Regions from separate parts of the Mus musculus genome. Here all the other regions are linked to region 2. A link is a contact called in public Micro-C and promoter capture Hi-C data. All regions are on one chromosome and are shown on one strand. The core of a region is the stretch at or near the end of the contact, and the rest is flanking DNA. Distances in the headings are between cores, read along the strand shown.

Evidence for each region. A called contact is a pair of places that touch in the nucleus more often than the background predicts. Capture Hi-C pulls out chosen DNA fragments and counts their contacts.
Region 1: a Micro-C map of embryonic stem cells shows a contact between it and region 2, with 1.8 times the contacts expected there. The contact joins the enhancer-like site here to the promoter of Dennd4c in region 2. A contact is called at or near these places in 3 of 484 Hi-C or Micro-C datasets (differentiating embryonic stem cells, embryonic stem cells and liver), 2 of 115 datasets of contacts at active chromatin or transcription factors (both in embryonic stem cells) and 3 of 9 other capture datasets (adipose tissue, liver and pancreatic islet).
Region 3: a Micro-C map of embryonic stem cells shows a contact between it and region 2, with 2.0 times the contacts expected there. The contact joins the enhancer-like site here to the promoter of Dennd4c in region 2. A contact is called at or near these places in 4 of 484 Hi-C or Micro-C datasets (differentiating embryonic stem cells, embryonic stem cells and liver), 1 of 115 datasets of contacts at active chromatin or transcription factors (embryonic stem cells) and 2 of 9 other capture datasets (adipose tissue and liver).
Region 4: a promoter capture Hi-C map of liver shows a contact between it and region 2. The contact joins the promoter of Saxo1 here to the promoter of Dennd4c in region 2. A contact is called at or near these places in 11 of 39 promoter capture datasets (the 3T3-L1 cell line, 3T3-L1-derived adipocytes, the HPC-7 cell line and 6 more), 1 of 484 Hi-C or Micro-C datasets (rod photoreceptor), 1 of 115 datasets of contacts at active chromatin or transcription factors (bone marrow-derived macrophages) and 2 of 9 other capture datasets (adipose tissue and liver).

Annotation. Positions count from the first base shown.
Region 1 is chr4:86,908,866-86,914,535 of GRCm38.p6, reverse strand. Acer2 (alkaline ceramidase 2) reads right to left here. Exons shown (of 6, transcript NM_139306.3): 5 at 2,783-2,920. Among named protein-coding and RNA genes, the nearest start is that of Acer2, 37 kb to the right of the region's middle. Within about 2 kb of position 2,350, at least 64 of the 459 cell types and tissues checked have an H3K27ac peak or open chromatin away from gene starts, as enhancers often do. A contact at or near this core is called in differentiating embryonic stem cells and embryonic stem cells, where this site is marked.
Region 2 is chr4:86,745,779-86,751,033 of GRCm38.p6, reverse strand. It overlaps Dennd4c (DENN/MADD domain containing 4C), which reads right to left and starts at 2,479. Exons shown (of 32, transcript NM_184088.1): 1 at 2,122-2,479. Gm6521 (predicted gene 6521) reads left to right here and starts at 1,630. Exons shown (of 1, transcript NR_168733.1): 1 at 1,630-3,509.
Region 3 is chr4:86,929,040-86,934,308 of GRCm38.p6, reverse strand. It overlaps a transcript of Acer2 not described here. Among named protein-coding and RNA genes, the nearest start is that of Acer2, 57 kb to the right of the region's middle. Within about 2 kb of position 3,583, at least 116 of the 459 cell types and tissues checked have an H3K27ac peak or open chromatin away from gene starts, as enhancers often do. A contact at or near this core is called in differentiating embryonic stem cells and embryonic stem cells, where this site is marked.
Region 4 is chr4:86,555,271-86,560,560 of GRCm38.p6, reverse strand. Saxo1 (stabilizer of axonemal microtubules 1) reads left to right here and starts at 2,258. Exons shown (of 4, transcript NM_001081096.1): 1 at 2,258-2,586. The coding sequence starts at 2,546. Saxo1os (stabilizer of axonemal microtubules 1, opposite strand) reads right to left here and starts at 2,117. Exons shown (of 2, transcript NR_131920.1): 1 at 1,796-2,117; 2 at 757-1,064.

The DNA of each region.
Region 1 (5,670 bases), core at 1,101-3,600, 160 kb before region 2:
TACTGGTACTCCTAGTTTATGCAGTGCTAGGGATCAAACCCCTATGCGAGGCAGACACTCAACAACTAAATCACATCCCCAGTTCAAGGCCTTATAGTCTCGAAGTCTTAGAAAAAAATAGAAAAATGTGTTGCTATCTTGCAATTTATATTACAATTTAACCTATGAAGATTAGAATCAATATGTTTTTACAGATTGTGTACAAAAGTGAAAAATTAGAAATGACAGAATATGGAGGTCAAGAGATGGTTTGGTGGGAGGAAAAAAAAGCTCTTGTTCTGCAAATGAGACCCGAGTGCAAACACTCAGTAGAAATTAGGACAGCTAGACAGATCTTAGGAGCTTGCTGGATAGCCAGCCTAGCTGAAGAGGCAAGTGTCTGGTTCAATAAGAGACCCTGTCTCGAAGGCAAGAAAGCAGAGAGCAGTGGACGAGAGAAACAGATGCCTGCTGTGGCTTTCCCATGCATGGACATGTTCATATGTTCATATGTGTTCACATGTATGCAACACACACCTACATTTGTACACACAAAGAACCTGGTACTTATTAATAGACAGATTGGCTAGGTGAATTAAAAGCACCCATGTAATGAAGCATATATACATATATATGTATATATATATATATGTATGTATATATATATTCATATACATAACATATAATCATATACATAGTAATATGTAATAAACAGATATCTTTACACCCTCACACATATGTGTAAAGAGTGATGCCCAGCAGAGTGGGAAGGTGAGCAGTGGAGCCGAGTTGGTACAGTGCTTACCTAACATGCATGAAGCCCTAGATTCAATCCTCAGTGGGGCATAAACCCAGAGAGTGGTGCTAAATACCTAGAATCTCAGTACTTAACAGATGGCGGTAGGACGATCAGGAAATCATCCTCACATATGCCATGAGTTCAAAGCTAGCCTGGGCTACATAAGAAACCATTGTCTTAAAGGAGGGGTGGGCATGAAGTAGATACAGAGTTATCTAACCCTTTAGTACTGCAACAGAACGTCGTCATCCACAAACACGTTAGGTCATATTCATAACTATTCAGTGTGGCATGTGGGGCGCATGTGGGCGCCTGTGGGCCTGGGCACATGCCTGACAGGAGTTTGGCCTAAGACTAGAATAAGCTTGCATTACCTATAGAAAGGTGCCATTGTGGTTTTCTAGAAACAGAATAATTTGCAAGTACATGGCTGTAGATAGATGGAAGAGATAAAGTTTTTTTAATTGTTGTTGGGTTTTGGGGTTTTTTTTTCAGAGTTATTTATTTCTGTATATGAATACACTGTAGCTGTCTTCAGACACTAGAAGAGAGCAGTGAAAGTGGCTGCTGGGAATTGAACTCAGGACCTCTGGAAGAGCAGTCCATGCTCTTTTTTTTTTTTTAAAGATTTATTTATTATTGTACATAAGTACACTGTAGCTGTACTTCAGACACACCAGAAGAGGGCGTCAGATCTCATTATGGGTGGTTGTGAGCCACCGTGTGGTTGCTGGGATTTGAACTCAGAGATGTTATGTAACTATGTGGTGCCGGCGGGCCTAGACGTCAGCATGTAGCCCTAGTTACCTTCTAATTCACAGATGCTAGCCTGCCTCCAGCTCCTAAATGTGCTATTGACGGTGTATGTCACCAGGCCTGGCCGTCCTTTTCTTCTTCACTTTTCATTAGCAATAAAGGAGACAAAATATTTTTTTCAGGAAATGTGTATGTATACTATAAAAATCTGCAAAGATATACTTCAGGTTGTTAATTATCTTTCTTGGAGGAGTAGAATGTTGAGAGCCGTTTTCTATATGTCTATGTTGTTTAAAACTGTTATTCAAAAGTTATTTCATGGGACTGGAGAGATAGCTAAATGGTTAAAAGCACTTGCTGGTCTTATAGAGGATGATTCCCAGCACCTACATGGTGGCTCGCATCTGGCTGTAACTCCAGTTCAAGAGGCTCCAACTCCTTCTTCCGGCCTCCTCATGTACTTTCTCCTGTTTTGCTGGAGTTTGAGGCGGTGGGGGGGGGGGGGGGGCTGCAGGGGCGGGGGGCGGGGGAGGGCGGGGAGGACGACCCGGTGTTCTGCCACTGAGATACCCCTCCCCCACCCCTCCCTTGCTTCCTCCCCTTCCTGGGCGTGGATTCTGTATGTGATTGTGTAGCCTCCACTTTCTCCCCTTTGAACTTTAGAGCCATTCCCAGGCTTCCCAAAATATAGATACTCTATTCCCTCATGATCAAACAGCGTGAGTGTTCAACAGCAGACTTCAGTCCCCGAGGCTTTATCTGTAGCTGTAAAAAGAATAGGTGTGACTGTCCCTAGATGACCTGCAGAATCCAAGCCTTCACCAGGCCTCCAGGGCCTTGAGGGCGTGGTTCCAGCTGAGAACCAGCTTGCCCTCACATCACATAGGCCCCAGCTCCCCTTCCCCCATCACCCTTCCAGACATCGGAGTTCAGGTTCCAGACTCAGTTTTCAGGCTCCCGCGCACGGTTAAGGAGCTGCCAACCCGCTGTGCAGCCTAACAATTAGGTCTTTGGGAGGGTTCGTTCTGGCTAAACCAGCTCCCTGGAGCCATTTTCACATTCTGCCTTACTTTTGTTTCTAAAATGTGTGATTTAGGAGAGGAAAGGAAAGAAGAAGGATCGGCTCTGTGCCCCTCCCCTGAGCCCACCTGGGCTCCTGGTCCGGAGCATGATGCCCTGCAGCTATCGAGGGCGCCAAGGTCAACACCAGCACCGCGGGGGCAGGAGCACCCCAGAGCAGGAGCTTACCACACACAGTGCAGGTAGGGGAAGTGAAAGGAGGAGAGCAGCTCACAGAAGGCTTGGTCGCTGATCCAGCAGAAGAGAGCCAGAGTCCACCAGAGGCCAGAGAAGAGGCCCAGCTTAAACACACGCACATTGTCACACCTGCGAGGGAGAGGGAGAGAAAGTCAGGGCTGGTCTCCACCGGGTTTGCTGGCTACCTCCCCTGGGTCTTAAAAGCTTCTCATCTGCTCCAGTTCCATAGCATTGGCCTCATTCTGAAGACAGCCTCATAGATGTAAACATCACATGTATGCACGTGACTCGATAACCTTCTCCATACAGGCTCTGACTCCTGATACATAGAGCCACCTACCATCATGAAAGGGTGCCCTGATGTCTAATGCAGATAAAAATATAGAAGTTCGTCTTCCCTCCTGCCTACAGACTCCACATTCCAGTTTCTTAGCTCTTCCTTCAGAATCCACCCCAAACCTGCCCTCTGGCCATGGGGGTCCAAGTCCCATCATTTCCTCCCTTCAGTGTGGCCACAAGACCCTATGTGTGGGCTCCCCTGCCTTTTGTTTTGTTTGTTTGTTTGTGTTGCTGGAGTTGTTGTTTTGACATTTTCTCTCCATACTTTGGCCCTCACTACCTTTGCTCACACTATGGTAGATACACTGTTCCTCAAACACCCCAGGCCTTGGCAGGAACGGGCCCTACAGCCTTCCTACTTGCTTGGCCTCTGATTAGAGTGTTCTGCCGTCACATAGCCTTGTATTTCATTTCTCTTCAAGTGTCTGCTCAGAGTCACCTGGGAAGCCTGTGCTGGCTTTAATGAGACCAGCTCATTGAATGAACACTTGGTCCCCAGTTGGTACTGGTTGGGAAGTTCAGAAGGCGCGACTTGTTAGAGTTAAGAATGTCACTGGAGGCCGAGCGTGATGGTGCACGCCTTTAATCCCAGCACTCGGGAAGCAGAGGCCGGTGGATTTCTGAGTTCGGGGTCAGCCTGGTCTACAAAGTGAGTTCCAGGACAGCCAGGGCTATACAGAGAAACCCTGTCTCGAAAAACTAAAAAAAAAAAAATTAAAATTAAAAAAAAGGAAAAAAAGAAAGGAACGAAAGGAAGGAAGGAAGGAAGGAAGGAAGGAAGGAAGGAAGGAAGGAAGGAAGGAAGAAAAGAAAAGAAAAGAAAAGAAAAGAGAAAGGAAAGGAAAGGAAAGGAAAAGAAAAGAAAAGAAAAGAAAAGAAAAGAAAAGAAAAGAAAAGAAAAGAAAAGAAAAGAAAAGAAAGAGAAAGAAAGCAAGCTAGCTCCGGGTTATCGATAGGAAAGTAGATTCTAACAACATAGAGGGTAGGCAGCTGTCTAGCTATTGTGCTAGTTCGGTCTTACTGTAAACATATAGGCTGTGAGTGTGTCTTTCATCTGTGAACTCAATAACCAAAGGCAGGGTAGAAACCCTGGGCCAGGATTTTAATAATTTCTACAACATGAAGCAGAGCAGAACACAGATAGCAGTCTGGAAAGCCATCTCAGCCAAATACAGGCTGCCAGCTCAGACCCACGAGCTGACTTCAAGTTGTTTGTTTCCACTGCTCCCAGACACCCCTTCCTTGGAACCCCTCTCCAAGCTGATGATGGTCCTCTGCAAGAATCTACACGAATGACCTGTCTGCAAGATATGCCGGTGTAATTGTTAGTAATCAGGGACAACCAAGAGGGACTCCAAGAGACTAACAATCAGGCATTTTCATAGCCAGCTCTCAGGGACCTGGTGACAAGATATATCATCACTAACTGCCCAGAGGTGACACATTGTTACCCCTGTCACATGTCCTCTTGGGCATGTGCCAAGGCCCTGGATTAAAAGCCATCTTTTCCCATCTCCCCCCTTCCCGCCCCATGCCCAGAGGCAGCCTCTGTACCTCTTCCCCTTAATCAACCTCCCACATGAGATCTGATGCTCCGTGTAACTTTGTCAAACTCGCACCCCACTTCCATCAGTAATAGTGGCACAAAGCATGTGGAGTAACCAACCAATATCTGAGTTAAGACCCACTCTATCAGATGGAACCCATATCCAACATTGCTTGGGCGGCCAAGAACCTGAGATTACCTTGCCCACTGACCTAGGGGAAAACCAAATACTACTTTTCTGCTAAAGGAACAAAGCAATAAAATGACTCCTAGCTGTTATACTCATAGATTCCTTGCCTTGCCTAGTTATCATAAGAGAAGCTTCCTCATGCAGCAATGCAAAGACTCAACAGATACAAAGACCCACCGGCAGACAATACACAGATTCGGAGACCTTGGAACACTCGGCCCTAAAAGGGGTAGCCCCATCAAATCCCTCCCCTCAGGCTTCAGGTAGCTAAGCTACTCTGTGCAAAAGGAGACAGAAAGCCAGTAAGAGCCAGAGGAGACCAAGGAAGAACACCATGGAAAAAAGATCCTTACGATCAACAAGACCAATGCTCCTCTGTGCTCACAAAGGCCCTGGCAGCTGTCCAGGGTCCACCCCAGACAGAGCTATAGCTGGAGTAAGCACACACCCACCCCAACCCAAAAGCCATCTACAAGTGATGGCCGCTTGCATCAAGTTGTATGGAGGTTTTTGACTTGTTTTTTTGAGAAAGAACTTAAAGTTAGGTGGGTTGGGGTCAGGAGAGGATCTGGAAGGGTATTGAGGAGGAAAAGAATATGGTTAAAACACACTTGAATTTAAAAATTGTTTTAAATAGGGGCTGGTGAGATGGCTCAGTGGGTAAGGGCACTGACTGCTCTTCCAAAGGTCCTGAGTTCAAATCCCAGCAACCACATGGTGGCTCAAAACCACCCATAATGAGATCTGACACCCTCTTCTGGTGTGTCTGAAGTCAGCTACAGTGAATTTATGTATAATAAATCT
Region 2 (5,255 bases), core at 1,230-3,729:
AAATCTATAACACAGACCATCTGAAAGAAGGCATGGCTTGTGCAGCACAGTCCTTAAAAAGGTAACATTTTAATTCATGCGTTATGAAAACTTGTGTCCTAAATTTTCTGCAAGCATTTTCTACTAGAAGTTCAAGTTATAACAGACACTCTGTTTTCAGATCAGAGCAGTCGGATGAGGGCGACAACTGCCACTGACGCAGCTGCTTTCTTTTTCCCTTTACAACCTGTAGCTAAGGTTCAAGAACAAGGCAAAAATGTAGCTTTCAAAGTGAGCAGCGAAACCAATGTGGTATTTGTCTTAGCAGGGAACACCAATGAAAATATGAGATGCTTCAGTCTAAACTGGCAGGTACACAAAAAAGCAAAAGTGCCTTGTCATTACTTACCATGCAAAAGTTACAAACTGCCGGTTCCTACGATGCAGTATGTGTTTCCTTAGACAGAGCTCTTGCCCAAATAACCATCCAAACCTGCCATCCTCAACTGTCACAGCCCACACAACGCGGCAGTTCCTTGTACTTTAAAACATTTGTTTTTAAGAATAGTCTCCACCCACAACTTTTCCACAAATTTCTTCAGCTACAAGCTCAAGTTTATACTACAAACGCTGTGTTTATTCCCACCAGAATGCACTCGTTTACAAATTACACAGGAGTAAATTATTAAAATACAAAACATCAACATTTCTGACACATCTTTTCTATTATTCAAATAAACAAACAATTATACTCCAAGCAAGGTACTACTGGCCAAAAATCAAATGACATGGGATCACTTCTCCAAGACCGGTAATAAAGAGGATTAGACCCCTTAATCTCAATCCATTTCTTTATAAATAGTAAATGGTCAAAGGAGTGGACTGAATAGCAGAAAACCTATTGCCACTAACTAAAAGAGCAATCCAGTAAGAGGCAGGTCATATTCATGAGCACAAATCTAAGATTATGTCTGAGATTTCTAAGTTCCCAGTCTTATCAAGAAGGCAGTTTGCTAACTTTTTAACATTAATATTGAGAGCAAAGCAGAAAATATAGTGGGTTTTATGGTTATAATGACTATGATAAAAAGTTTTCCTTTTGCAAATTTTTTTTAACAAAAAAGTCACATAATGAGTTCTAGATTCGAGGTAGTTTAGTATATTTACATGGTTATCAAATCAAATGAAATGTTTACTGAAAACCTGGCCAACAGGACACTACACCTAAGGATCTTTTCTAGCTTGCTTCTTGGAAGCATGGAGATAAGACGGCAAGACCTATTTCTAGGGACTCGAGTTTGCACACAATTAAGTAGCCTAAGTACGTCAACTGCTCAGACTACAGTGCATGACCTCTCTAGACAAAATCGCACAGCAAGTTGTGCTCTCAGTAGGCAGGAATGACGCCTTCTCTCACATTTGCTCAAGTAACTACAGTAACTGCCTTAAATTTTCCCGTGTGAAACCAACGAAATTTGAAGGGGAGCGGGGGTTGGGGGGGCGGCATTTTAAAAACTGGGTCATTCCTTATTTGTTCTCTCCAAGCACATTCTTCGGGAGGGAAACGGCCTACGAATCACAAAAAGGGGAGGGGGAAGAGGTGACAGCATCTCCAATGCTTTAAAGTTACGGCTCTTACAAGAGTCAGCACTTAGGGGCTCATTAGTTGGCTTTATTTGAGTTTAGTCACTCCAGAGCTGAATGGAGCCTTCCTATAAGTTATCCCCAACAAAGCAGCCCTAAACATCAGCCACGGTCCGGCAGAGGAGGAAATGCCCTGGATTCACCTGCGGCACCTGCCTGCACCCCGGTACCTCCACCTCCGCAGCGTCCACGGATCCTTACGCTCCACCCCAGCTGCCACCGCTCAGCACCCCGCCGGCCGGGCCAGGGCCGGAGAGCCTGGTTCCCGCCTCACCCCGGCGGCAGAGGCCAGGCCCGGTCCCTGCACCGAGTCGATCCTCTCGAGGCCCTCCGGCCGCAGCCTCTCCGAACGGCAGCCCGCGGGCTCCGGGGACCTCCCGCCCACTCACTCAGCGACTAGGCCAGCCGGCCGCTCCCCTCCTCCCGCGCGGTCCCGCACGCTACCTGAGCGGCCTGGCGGAGCGGGAGGAATCGGGCAGGGCAGCGGTGCGGACTCACCTGCGCCGGCCCAGTCGGCGACTGTCCGACACCGGAGCTTCCTGGGGTGAGAAAGCGCCGGCTACGCGGCCTGGGCACCCTCCGCTGGCAGGGCCGGGACTCCGGGGCCCCTCTGCGCCTGCGCCTCCGCGCGGCCGGGTCTCCAGGGGACAGCCTGCAGCGAGGGCAACTGCCGACCGAAGGGCTCGCGGGCCGCGGGCGCTGCGGGAGGACCGACGTCTAGGCACTGCCCGGGGCGAGACTGTCCGGACCACAGACCGCCATGTTTCTGTTCCCTATTCTTTTTTGCCTTCCCTTCCTTCCGCTCTTTTCCACAGAACACCACTTTCCCTCCCTCCGTCCCTCTCCCTTTCCTTCTGCGGGGGCGGTAGAAAGGACGCGGGGGGTGGGGTCCGAGGTCGGACCCGCCCCGCTAGAGCCACGCCCCTGTGGTTGGGCTCCACCCAGAGGTTGACCCACGCCCCCAGACTCCTACCAAGCCTCAGGCTCAGGCCACGCCTCTGCGCTTGTGCCCCGCCCCGCGAGCGCCCTCCTCCTGGCAGAATTCTGGCGGACCTCGGGGCGCTCCTTAGAATCCCGACGCCGAAGCGAGAGTCCTCCAGCTCTCCTGGCGCTAGTTGTAACCTTTCTGTTTGTTCTGCGGTGTTTTGTTTTGTTTTGTTTTGTTTTGTTTTGTTTTGTTTTGTTTTGTTTTGTTTTGTTTTGTTTTGTTGCGGTTGCCTGTGGCAGGTGACTACCGCCTCTCCAGGCTCAGGTTTTCAGAGAATGAGAAAGTGACTTAGAATAGCTCAAGGTCAATGAAAGAAAAAAAAAAGCCTAGAGAGACTTGCAGTTTCTCTTTAGTAGAGGCTGGAAGTTCCACCCATAATTGTGTGACCCCAAAGTCTGAGTGACACTGGAGGGCTGCCCTTCTCTAAGCCATCCAAAGACCTCTGAGAGACCTTAGCTGCGTTGTCTTTCTCTACTTCTATCCAGATTTTGATAACGCCAAACGAGTAACTCTTTAGTTTAGATAATCGTAATTTGCTGCCTCTCAAAGGTAACCTAGATCTCGAGGTAAACATTCTGAAGCTGATGGTTGTGAGCCTCAGGACAGAGTGCTGAGGATTTGACTCTGGTCCTAAAGAGAGCAGCAAGTACTCTGAAATAATAATCTCTTTAGCACCCAATTTTCAGTTCTGCAGGTACTGAAGGACGGAATTGGAGAGTCTTCACTGTAATGAAATTTTGACAAAATATTTTAATTTGTTTTGTTTGTTTGGCAGAAGGTAAGGTGGTGTGTAGGGTCTCACTATTTAGCCCTGGCATTTCCTGCAAGTCTTATTTGTAAATCAGGCTGGCCTTAAACACTCACCCTCCATTGCTGGAATTAAAGACTTGTGCTACCACTTGGTGACAATTTTTTTAGGGTATCAATTTTTCAAGGAACAAATAGCTTAAAATAAGTTACAACTTTTTTCCTCTTGGCAAAAGACAGATTAGGCGGCAGGGGTGGCTGGGGGGGGGGGGAGTAGAACAAAAGTGACTGATGTTTTTGAGCATGTCTTAGTGAAACCCTTTTCTTTGTATGCTGTTAAAAATTTCATTAAGCCGAGCAGTGGTGGCGCATTCCTTTAATCTCAGCACTTGGGAGGCAGAGGCAGGCATTTTCTGAGTTCGAGGCCAGCCTGGTCTACAGAGTGAGTTCCAAGACAGCCAGGGCTATCTATACAGAAAAAAAAAAACCTTGTCTCGAAAAACAAAAAGTTCATTAAATTATTTTAAATATGTGTGCGTAGCGGGTGAACTCCCGTGTTCATAGTGGTCACTTTGCTGAGAGTTTCTCTTTCATTTGCTCACGGTTTTTGCTAACAAGTGTAATAATGTTAAGTCTGGTTGATATGTGCCTGGTTGTCTATTTCTGAAGTTAACTGCAGGTTTGAAAAGTTTTGGCTTTTGACTTCTATAGCAGACACCATTTTCCTAACCACATTCGCAGTCAGAATTGATTCAAGAAGAAACAGTGATATAAATATGGTTCCATTAACAATAGTTAGGAGTTGATCTAGGGCCCTGGAAGCATCCTAACAGTCCAGCCAGCAGAAACGTTAAGGGACACATTCATATTTGAAAACCTAGCTTGTGGACTTCTTTTTTTGTTTGTTTGTTTGTTTGGTTGGTTGGTTTGGTTTTTTTCGAGACAGGGTTTCTCTATATAGCCCTGGCTGTCTTGAAACTCACTCTGTAGACCAGGCTGGCCTCGAACTCAGAAACCCACCTGCCTCTGCCTCCCAAGCGCTGGGATTAAAGGTGTGCGCCACCACTGTCCAACCAACTTGTGGACTTCTTCTACTTCCTCACCAAGGCTTCCAAAATGTTTAATCGGAGCTATGGGTTTAACTTAATAGGAGAGAACTTATTCGGCTAGAGTGAGACCCTAGGTTGGATCTGTCCCTCTGATGGCTGCATATCACTAGCCCTCAGGCACTGAAAGGGCCTCCCCTTCTCCCCATCCCCCATTCTCTGGGACTTGTAAATCAGAAGGTCAGATGCTAGAGAGATGACTTACCTGTGGTACTTTGAAAATGCTTGCCCCAGGGAGTGGCACTATTTGGAGGGTTGGCCTTGTTAGAGGAAGTGTGGATGTGGCTTTAAGACCCTCCTCCTAACCACATGGGAGCCAGTCTTCTCTTATCAGCCTTCAGATGAAGATGTAGAACTCTCAGCTCCTCCTGTACCATACCTGCCTGGATGTTGCCATGCTCCTGCCTTGATGATAATGGACTGACCCTCTGAACCTGTAAGCCAGCCCCAATTAAATGTTGTCCTTGTGAGAGTTGCCTTGGTCACCGTGTCTGCTAACAGCAGTAAAACTCTGACTAAGACACAGCCTTTTCAGGCCTCCAGTGTTACCCATACATACATGTACATATTCACCCACAGGCATACCACCATTCATATAAATAAAAATTAAAACTATGAGACCCTTTAAAAGCAGTAAAGTCAGTGTGCTGGCTTTTCTCAACTGAGGCTCCCTCTTCTACAATGACTCTAGCTTGTGTCAAGTTGACATAAAACTAGCCAGGACACAGGTTGAGCAAACCCTGGGGAGCAAGCCATTCCTTAAGGCTTCTACATCAGCTCCTGCCTCCAGC
Region 3 (5,269 bases), core at 2,334-4,833, 180 kb before region 2:
ACAAGAGTCAAGGCTATGTGGTTCCACTTACAGCTAAGGGCTGGAATCCTGGACAACTGATATTCTTCAGTGAGGAAGAGAAGCCTCAGTGTAGCTGATGTCTGCCAGCCGTGTAAGAGAGAGGAAGTTTCTCTTGCTCTGATGAAGACAGGCTTTTTTCTATTTGAGCCTTGGTTGATGGGTGAAGTCACTTCCACAATAACCCAAGGACGAGCTCTTTTCAAAGTCTGCCAGCCAAACATATCCTCCCCTCTCAAAAATACCTTCAATCATGTCTGTCCATTGACATGCTTGGTCCAGCCAAGCAGATGTAAAATTAATGATCATGTATTAATGAAAGCTGCCCTAATTTTACATGTGAGGAGACCCAACCTAAGAAGGGCTGACTGCAATTCACCCTTGTCTCTCTTGGCTCCAGAAAACTGAGGATGTGGTAAAAATGGCTGACTGTCCCCTTGAGAAGGCCCAGATCTCCATCCGTACATCTATAGGTCTCAAACGTGTATCCAAACTAGTGGCTCTGTGAGACCCTACTGTTCGTTCAGGGATTAGGAAATTAAAATATCATTTTGGAAGCAAGAATCAAAAGTTGTAAAATGTGTGGCCAGGTTTTTCTGTAGTACAGACCCTGGGGCCAGGCTCAGACAACCCACCTGGGCCACACTCGAAGCAGGACCAAGAAGGGGCTTTCTCTCACCTCTCCTTTGAGATTTTCACTCACAGGTGACCATGAGTGACTCAGAGAAAAATAAGCATTCAGATTTTGGACTAGGCACTGAAACCAATTTCCTTACCCCGGGGGATCACTCTGGAGGCCCACTGGGGCAGGAGTTCCAAAGTCCCTTCTTGAGCAAGCAGGAGGGAGGTGAAGCTCTTAGGATAACCCAAGGCAGAAAGCCATGGGGCAGATGGCTCAGAGCCACATCATGCTTTCCTCACACACTCCGTACAGAACACTTGCTGGGTGTCCCTAACATTGTCCTAGTCCACATCCCACCCGGCAGGAGTGACTCCCTCCAGGGGTTCCCAGCTCCCACAGGGTACCTGCCATCTCCATCCCTGGACTGCAGAGCCACTAGTGACACCTGGTGGCCAACGGCCGCAGTATACAGTCAGACCTCTCTGACTTAGTCCAAGGAGTCTTTGGGGTCCCCCTGGAAAGAGATCCCAAGGCAAGAGGAAAGGGGTTAGGGTTCCTGATGCCCTTAGCCTAAGCCTCGGCTATGAAAGGAACCAGGCCTCACGAATTGCTCTAAACCAGGGCACCCTGGTTTTCCATCTTCACTTGACCCAGCCCCCTGCGAAAGGACCAAGTGAATCGCTCCAGGGTGGGATCTAATCTAAGTAAGGCTCCTTGGAGTCTTCCTACTTCGAACCTCACAGTAGGCTTCTCTGCCCACTGGTCAGTGCCCTCCAACGTCAGATATAATTAGCTTCTAGCTGGGAATGGAGGCCTATAATCTGAAGACTGGGGAGCCAAAGCAGAGAGACCAGGAATCTGAGGCCAGGGCTGGAGAGATGGCTCAGCGGTTAAGAGCACTGACTGCTCTTCCAGAGATCCTGAGTTCAATTCCCAGCAACCATGTGGTGGCTCACAACCATCTGTAATGGGGTCTGATACCCTCTTCGGGTGTGTCTGAGAGAGCAGTGGTGTACTCTCTGTTATGATCTTGAACCACACCAAGCCAAACAGTTCCATGTGAGGTTTATTGGGAGAGAGTGGGGCAAGGTGACTGTGGAAAGAGAAGTAGGGGGGAGGGGAAGAGGAGAGAGGGAGGGGAAGATGAGGGAGACCAGGGGAGCCTTTATTTTCTTTGATTGTTGTGTCCATGTTTTTTATGGAATCTTCTGCACCTGAGATTCTCTACTTCCCTTTTTAGGTCTTGGATAGTTTTGTTCAATTCCATCACCTGTTTGGTTGGGTTTTCCTGCAATTCTTTAAGGGATTTTTGTGCTTCCTTTTTAAGTTCTTCTACCTGTTTAGCAGTGTTCTCCTGTATTTCTTGAAGTGAGTTATTAAAGTCCTTCTTGATATCCTCTAACATCATCATGAAATATGCTTTTAAATCCGAGTCTAGCTTTTCGGGTGTGTTGGGGTATCCAGGACTCGCTGTGGTGGGCATACTGGGTTCTGATGATGCCGAGTGGTCTTGATTTCTGTTAGTAAGATTCTTACGTTTGCCTTTCGCCATCTGGTAGTCTCTGGTGTTAGATGTTCGAGCTGTCTCTGGCTGGAGTTTGTTCCTCCTGTGATTCTGTTAGCCTCTGTCAGCACTCCTGGTGAAAGAAAATGAGATTTTGTATCTTGTGATTCATGTAAAAAAAGTTGTCCTTGAACCCCCGGCAGCCGGGGGCCGAGAACAAAGCAGAACAGACAGGGCTGTTGTTAAGACAGTCCTAAGAACAGCTTAATTGTACAAGCAGGGCTATCTTGTCTGGGTCGGCACCACCTGGCGGGAACCTCCCCTCTGTCTATTGCCCCTTGACGCCAGGTAAAGTCATACATCAACTGGTTGCTATGTGAACAAAGATAAGCCCCCAGCCCACAGAAACAAAGCCCTGATGCTCTGTAATCTTTCTGTTAATGTTTGAATAAGCCAATAGTGTGTCGTTATGCTGAATTCCACACCCCTAAGCCCCTTACCCCATAAAACCCCCTAGCTTTCGAGCCTCGTGGCCGACATCCATTATCTCCTGTGTGGAATGCATGTCGGTCAAGAGCTCTGTAATTAAACGTCCTCATGTATTTACATCAAGATGATGGTCCTTCGTGATTTTTTTGTGTGCACACCGAATCGGGAGTTGAGTGGAGGTTTCCCCACTAAGTTCTATCACTGGGAGTCCAACTCTCACCGGAGTCCCAGTGGTCAGAGCACTCTCTGCAAGCAAGCCCTCCCCCTGCAGGGAAGGTGCACAGATCTGGAGCTCAGATCCACGTCCTGAGTCCCAGGGTTAGAGCCCTCCCTGGAGGCCAACTCTCCTCTGGCAGGGAAGGTGCCAAGGGGTTGAGTCTCAGCTCTGCCTCCTGGCTGAGGATGAAGGCCCGAAGGGACCCTGTCCAAGAAGCTCTGTTACTTCTGCCGCCCACGTGCTTTCCTGCATAGACTGGTCTCAGTGATCCCAAGATACTGGGTGTGCTAGGGCCCGCCGAGTTTGCGCCCGAGATGGCTTAGGGCTGGCGCCGATGGGAACGAACCCCAGCCGCTGGTCAGGCGGGTTTCCTTTGTGCCTGTTCCTGCTGGCACAAGACCCTCCGGGGTTTTTGGAACAGATGTTGTGCTCCACTTCACCAGTGATCCCAAGATCCTTGGTGTGCTAGGGCCCGCCGAGTTCGCGCCCAAGATGGCGCAGGACTGGCGCCGAATGAACGAACCCCAGCCGCTGGTCGGGCGGGTTTCCTTTGTCCCTGTTCCTGCTGGCACAAGACCCTCCGGGGTTTTTGGAACAGATGTTGTGTTTCACTCACCAGTAATCTCAAGATCCTGGGTGTACTAGGGCACCTGAGGCGGGCGTGGAGAGTCCTCCGGGGACCGGGGCTGGCGCCTACCAGAACTGAGCCTTTCTTTATATATGTTTACCTAACACAGGTAAAGGTGGGAGGTGAGCCAAGTGGATTCTGGGAATATGGTGGCTGTTGTCTTGGCAACAAGTCTACAGGTCCCGCCTATGTGACGTCACAGGTTTCAAAGGTCCTGATACCAACAATCACATACATTAAATAAATAAATAAGTAAATAAATAAATAAATCTTTAAAAAAAAAAAAAAAAAAAAGAATCTGAGGCCAGTCAGGAACACAGTGAATTCCAGACCAGCCTGGGACATGCAGTGAAGCCAGTGACACAAAGGAACAGTCCCCTCTTCAGAGACACCAGCCCCATTTCAGGGGCTCAAACAGATGACAGAACCTGCCAAAGTCACAGAGAGAGGATCTTGCAAGCCTAGAGCCCGGGCAATGGTTGTCTGGGCATCATAAGTGCTTTTATTCCATCGGCTTTCTTTCGCTTGAAGAGAAAGTAGGAACTTTCGTGGCCCTGTCACCTTGTCACACTTCAGCAGCAGAGGTGCTGCACAGAGGGACAAAGGGCCAGGTTGACACAAGTTTGGCTAGAACTTCTCCAGATGATGCTCTGTGTTTGAGATCTATCTCCCCAAACACGCCATGTGGACGCATGCCAAGCTGTGCCGGGCCCTGGAGGTAAGACAAGGCACCCCTCCCTTCTCCCTTTCCCTTCAAACTTCAGACAAAGAAGAAATGCTTGGTGGGAATGAGGAACCTGATTTGGGCTGAGGGGAGGCAACTTTGGGAGACAGGATTAGGATGGTTTTAAGGCCACTGGATTGGCCACCAAATCTAATTATCCCATGGGACTGTCACATGCTTGTTCGGTTCTCCATACCATTCCCAGTACCGAGGACACAGCTTGGCAAGCAGAGCAGAACTCTCCCCTCTTCCCACTGCTTTCATGGGTGATCTTGACCCTCAGAGGCCATTACAGTGGCTGGCGGCCAGCCCTGCCTGGCCCATCCTGTTCTACCTTGATGGGCACAGTTAACAGGTTTCCCATCTCTAGAACAGAAACTGACCAGGCTGTTGGTGTTGTGTATGGACTCAGGGAAGTAGAACAGGTGCCCCACATTCAGAGTCCTTTTGTGAGGTGAGCCAGCACCTGGAACCTCTCACTCCCAAATTCAGGAGGCAGGCAAGTGTCACTCTGTGTCGCTAGATTGTAGAAACTTAAGGACCCACAGTCTCCTCCTCTCCAGTTACAAAGACAAACAGAAGGACACGTCCATGGTAGGAAGAGAAACTTCTATGAAAGTACAGGAAGGTCACAGACACCATTCTAGAGAGTCAGGCTGATACTGGGGAAACTCACAGTGAGAGTTTCTGGGGAATGACCTTGGAGCAGTAGGGATGTTATCCTGACTGAGCCTGGGTTGTCTGGAGGTGCCAGACTACTCTTGCTCACATCGCTCCCCACTGCTCTTCCAGGTTAGGTAGGTCTCAGGGCACGCTGTAGTTTCAGCTTATTGGAAAGCTTGCCCACATCCAGCCACTGCCACGGAGGCATCACCTCATCCCGAGAGCACACCTTCTCACATGCTCACTTGCTTCCTGACTAAAATGACAAGTGTCTGTGGGCCCAGGCACACAGAGGGTGTGCTAGTTGGCAGCATGCTGTGCTCTAGACCACAGTCAGTCAGGTAACCTGAATCTGTGTTACAGGCCATGGTCAGTCATATCATTACAGGGCCCCAGACCTTAGC
Region 4 (5,290 bases), core at 1,009-3,508, 190 kb after region 2:
GCCTTTCTCAATGGCTTCTGTCATGGACCCTATTCTTGGCAATGAACAGTGTGTGTGCATGGTAGACCCTGTCCTTGGCAATGAACAGTGTGTGCACATGACAGCCTGTAACTGTGGGCTTTCTACGCCTGTCCCAGTTCCTGAATAATGACACAAAGACTATATGTACTTATAAGCTTTTGTCCTTATAGCTAGATGTAGTTTCTCTACAGCTCATAACTCAATTATCCAGATTATACTAATCTCAGTTCTGCCACATGGCTGGTTAATTACCTCTCCTTCCTTCCCAGCCTGCTTCTTCCTCTGTGTCTGGCTTCCCAGAGAATCTCTCTCTCTCTCTCTCTCTCTCTCTCTCTCTCTCTCTCTCTCTCTCTCTCTCTCAGTCCCACCTAACTATTCCACTTTTGCTATAGGCCATCGGCTTTCATAAGGTGATGGAGAACAATGTTTACAAAATCCTAAGGCAGGAGATGATTAACAATACCACATATGGCCTGAAATCAGATCTCTGCTGGTTCAGAAATGAGCATCTGAATAACACAAGGGCAGTCTTTGCACACTGCACAAAAACATCCTCCAATGGTGGACCCCGTCTCTGGTGATAAACAGTGTGTGCATGTGATGGACCTGTCCTGAAAATGAACAGGGTGCGCAGGTCTTGGTTTGGTTTCCAAAGCTCCCATTTCTCTGAGGTTTCCTCCCTCCCCATTTCACATTTCTATATTCCCTTTAACCAGAAAGGCAAGAAATAACTTTGCTGTACTTAAGACTGATCAGTAAGTGGTATTCCTGTATGGGCCCTATCAACCAGGTACCAGTGGAATTCCAGCAGCTGGCAGTGGTTTGCTGACTTCGGTTTTTAGTCTGCGATGGAAGAAAGAACTCAGAGCACACAGCAGCTCAGCACTGCTGCAATCCATGACTCTTCAGACACTCGAAGCTCACACTGATAACATCAATTCCAGCTCTCTGGTCCACATGGTAGAAAGAGGAAACCAACTTCTCCAGGTTGTCTTCTGATCTCCACATGAGTCTTGGCCCACATGGCTCTCTTTACCCAGAACCTGCGATAAGCAAATGTAAAATAAAATAAAATAAAATAAAATAAATAAAAGCAACAAAAAGAAACAGTAATGTTTAAGTCCAAACATTCTCCTATAGTAGTAGACTGTATGGTATGCTACCGCACTTCTTTTGCTTGCTTTTGAGAAAGGGAGAGCCATGTAGCCCAGAACTTGCCTCCTTGCCCCAGATGCTGGAATTCTAGACTTGTGCTGCCACACCCAGCTCGAGAGCAGAGGCCCTTGACTTTGTTTTATTGTCAGAGTAAGCTGCTATCTTGTGAAAACACAATTCCCAGAATAGTTGTTTTCACTGCTTTGAAATAGAGTGAAGTCTCACTTTGTAGCCCAGGCTGGCCTTGACCTTGCAGCAACCCTCCTGCCTCAGTCTGTGCCGGGATCACAGGCTGAAGCCATCATGTGCTCTGACTGGTGGTTATTTGATACAGGAGATTCCAGGGCAGAGGTCTGCAGTGGTTTTCAGGACCGGCTTAGATATTAGGGAAGAGAGGTCAGAGGCCACAATAGAAGCTCCATAGCTGCGCTCCTTGAAGTGTGGGCTCTGGGCCAGCATCAGTAGCATCATTAAAAACTTGTAAGAGACACGTGTTTTCTGGAACCCATATTTCAGAAACAACAAACTCAGGGTGGGGTCTGGCAATCTGATTTTTGTCAAGCCTTGAGGTTCTGATGCTGCTAACATTTGAGACGTCCCTGCTTCTAGGCGTCATTACCTGAGCAATAGAGGGCTGGACCCTCTCATGCTGCTTTGTTCTCAAAAGCAGAGGCCTGTGGTTGAAAGCAATTCCAAGATGCAGGCAGCCAGGTATAGATTTTCCAGGAAGATCTGGAGATGGAATTCAGGGTCAATATTCTGGAGGTCCGGGCATGCATTTCCTCCAGACGGACAATGTGTCCTAGGGATGGAAAGTGCCACCCGACAAGATACTTTTCATTGTCTTTGCATTATGTGACCGTGCTGTTGGTTAACTCTGGGACTCGGAGGCTTCCTAAAGCCCTCCAAGGTATCTTCCATCTTCCTTCCAAGTTCCAGTGGGAGAGTCCCTGTCTTGGGTCTGCCAGGTGAGATACTAGGTGAAGTCTGACCTCACAGGAGGCCCTTATGATGTCATTGCCACCTCAAGATGCCCTCCTCTGTGACTTTGAAGGTCATAGAGGACTCAGTCCTGGGCCCTGTGGCTTGCAGGGGCCAGGCTGTGCTGGCAGGTGGGTGCTTCCCACTGGCCGCAGTGGCAGCAGCTTACAGACGTGAGCCGGCCTGGCTTGCTGTCTGTGCTAAGTGCTGCCTGTTTGCCCAAGGCCAGCCTCAGGAAAGGAATAGACTACAGAATTTTGCAAAAGGGCCACCTAAGTTTCCTTCTGAGCAAAACAGCATCGGTCAAGGCACCGAAGAAGTGTGATCGTTGTCCCAGGCAGCTGGGATCCTCTAGGCGATTGCCTTAGTGGAAAGTCCGAGGTGAAGGATGGGGAAGAGGACTTGCATCTGCAACCTGTGCTCCTGCGGGTAAGGTAGTCCTCCCAAGGGCAATCTGGGGAGGGGAGCCTGATTTTCACACTCCCTAGGGTGCCAAGCCCCTTTCCTGGAACGAAGACAGGATGTGTCTTCTTCATCCCGCTGCTTCGCTAGGCAGCATCGCACTGGATTCGGGTTTTAAACTGCAACATTGTTGACTAATATTTGATGCACACATGTCGAATCAGCGCTGATCAGGTAGTGTGTGTGTGTGTGTGTGTGTGTGTGTGTGTGTGTGCGCGTGTGTGTTTTCTGCAGGGTAGAGATTCAGGCACTTTGAGAGTGGGCTGGGCCCAGCCTTGTCTACATGCTGTTAAGACATGATGGAAACCCTGGACAGGCTGGGGCCGGTCTTGTTTCTTCTGTTGCAATTGTTAGAACAATAGTTCTTTTGTGTGGGTGAGTTTCTCACTTACAGAAATTGGTACTTTGGGAGCCATAGTGCACGGGCACCAACTGTTGCAGTGTTGAAATAAATAGCTAATCCAGGGGCGAGTTCGCTGTAGTTTTTGGGCAGGATGCCTTTCTGCCCCTTGTCTTCAGGGCCATGATGGTGCAAAGCACAGTGAAGGCAGGGTTTTGGAGAGGAACGTTGGGCTGCGGTCTCTGAGATGGTCCTTCTGGCTGCTTTGCCAGGACAGCTAGGGAACTGCAGGGCTGTGCCAGCCAGGGGATAGCAGAAGGGGCAGTACATAAACTTGCTTCCCAGGCTTCTGGCTAAGACCAAGTGAAAGGAGTGGCCTCGGGGACTAGCCCTCTGGGGTTGTCACTAAATGTGGGATCTGGGCTAGGAACCGAACGTCTCCCCATTCAAATTTCCCTAGGAATACTCTCCTCACAGGACTATTACAAGTGAAGGGATAGGGTGTATGTCTATGCACATGGATTCTATCTATTCTGTTAATACCCTAAGATCTGCAAAGGATTTTACAGCTACATATGTTACATGAAATAACAAAATTATTGTATTTGGGAGAATAGGTTAAGAGGACACTCTGAAAACAGAAGACTTTGAATTCTCAGGAATCAGTGCTCATTAGAGTGGACTGGGAACTTTAAAATAGGTGTCATTGCTCCAGCTGTTCATGAGCAATCTCTAAGGACAGTCCCATCAGCAGACTCCAGATAGATACTGCCATTTCCCAGAATTCTGAGCTCTGCTACCTACAAGTGTGGCTCTTGTTTTCGAGGTTTGTCAGGTGGGACCAGCCAGTGTCCAGGGCTAATTTTTCATACTACCGAACATTCAGTTTGTTTTTTTTTTCTAAGACTTTGCTTCCTTGTGGGGCCTTTTGCATCACTCCTGGCTCCATCTCTGCTCTCAGAAGAGTGGGGTTGAAGTCTTTGAGTCCCATCTTTGCACAGTATGTAGTCTAGGAAGACGGGGACTCATCAGGGGTGAGGAACGTAGAGTCAGATGACACCTCCATTCCTATCTGATGTCCTCAGATTCTCTTTTTCCCCCACCCTGCAAAGTTGCTCCTTCCACTGGATATAAAGTCTTTCTGGCATGCCTTCCTTGCCTCCCCCTCCTGTGTCTACTTTACGGTTCTGTCACGTGCCTTGGGTCTGACTCTCATGTTGGTCAGTCTTCCCTCCTGCCTGCTTAGTCTATTTTAGTTTTTTTTTTTTTCCTGTGATTTTGATGGGGCATCTCAGAGTTCAAAGCAAACTTTTTGGTCTCCACTCATGGTTCCTTTGTCTTGCTTTTTTCCCCTTTTTGAAAATGCGTCTACCTTCTTCTGCCTCCTAACCTTTTAAGATCTTGCTCATGTTATAAGACTCCCGTCTGGCTCAGTCCTATAGACCCCACCTAGTACAGAGGTAGGACCCCACTTCCTATGGTCTTTTAGCTATGTGTATGCCAGCTTCATATCTAGTGATGGTGTGCTCTGGAACAGCCAAGCTCTGTTTTTGTATGCTTTGTGATACTGACCTGTTGAGTAGTCAGAACACACCTTTGTAGGATGGTGGTGGGATCTGTGGAGTCCGTTAGGGACATACAATCTGGAGTGGTGCTGTCTCCAGTGCTTGCCACATGATGCCATTTTACTTCAGTGAATTACAATTGAGGGCTTCCCCAACTTCCTCCAGCCACTTGAGGGCTGGAGAACTATTTTAGTAGCTAAGAGCATTGTCTGCTCTTCCAAAAGACCCCGGATCAGCCTGGCCTGGGACACACTGTGTATAACTGGGAACTTCTGTTTCTTCTGTTTCCATTTCCCAAGTCCTGGGATTAGAGGCCCATATTACTATTCCCAGCGTTTCTTTGGCTTTTGAGTTTTGTTATGTAGTCCAGGTTAGCCTTCAACTCATGATTCTCCTGCTTCAGCCCTGCTGCTGCCAGGATTGTAGGCATGTGTCACCATGGCTAGCTCCTTAAATATGATCTCACCTGTAGTACATGATACTCATCAGTGGGGGAAGGCCTCTATTTTTGGACATCAGTGGGAAGAGCAGCCCTTGGTCCTGTGGGAGTTTGATGCCCCAGTGTAGGGGAATGCCAGGACTGGAAAGCGGGAGTGAGTGGGTAGGTGGGGGAGCACCCTCATAGAGGCAGGGGAGGAGGGATGGGATGGGGGAGAGACCTGGAAAGGGGATAACATTTGAAATGTAAATAAAGAAAATATCCAATAAAAGAAAAAAAAATTGAAAAACAAAACAGTCTTTCTGCTGGGAACTAGCTGCTAAAGAG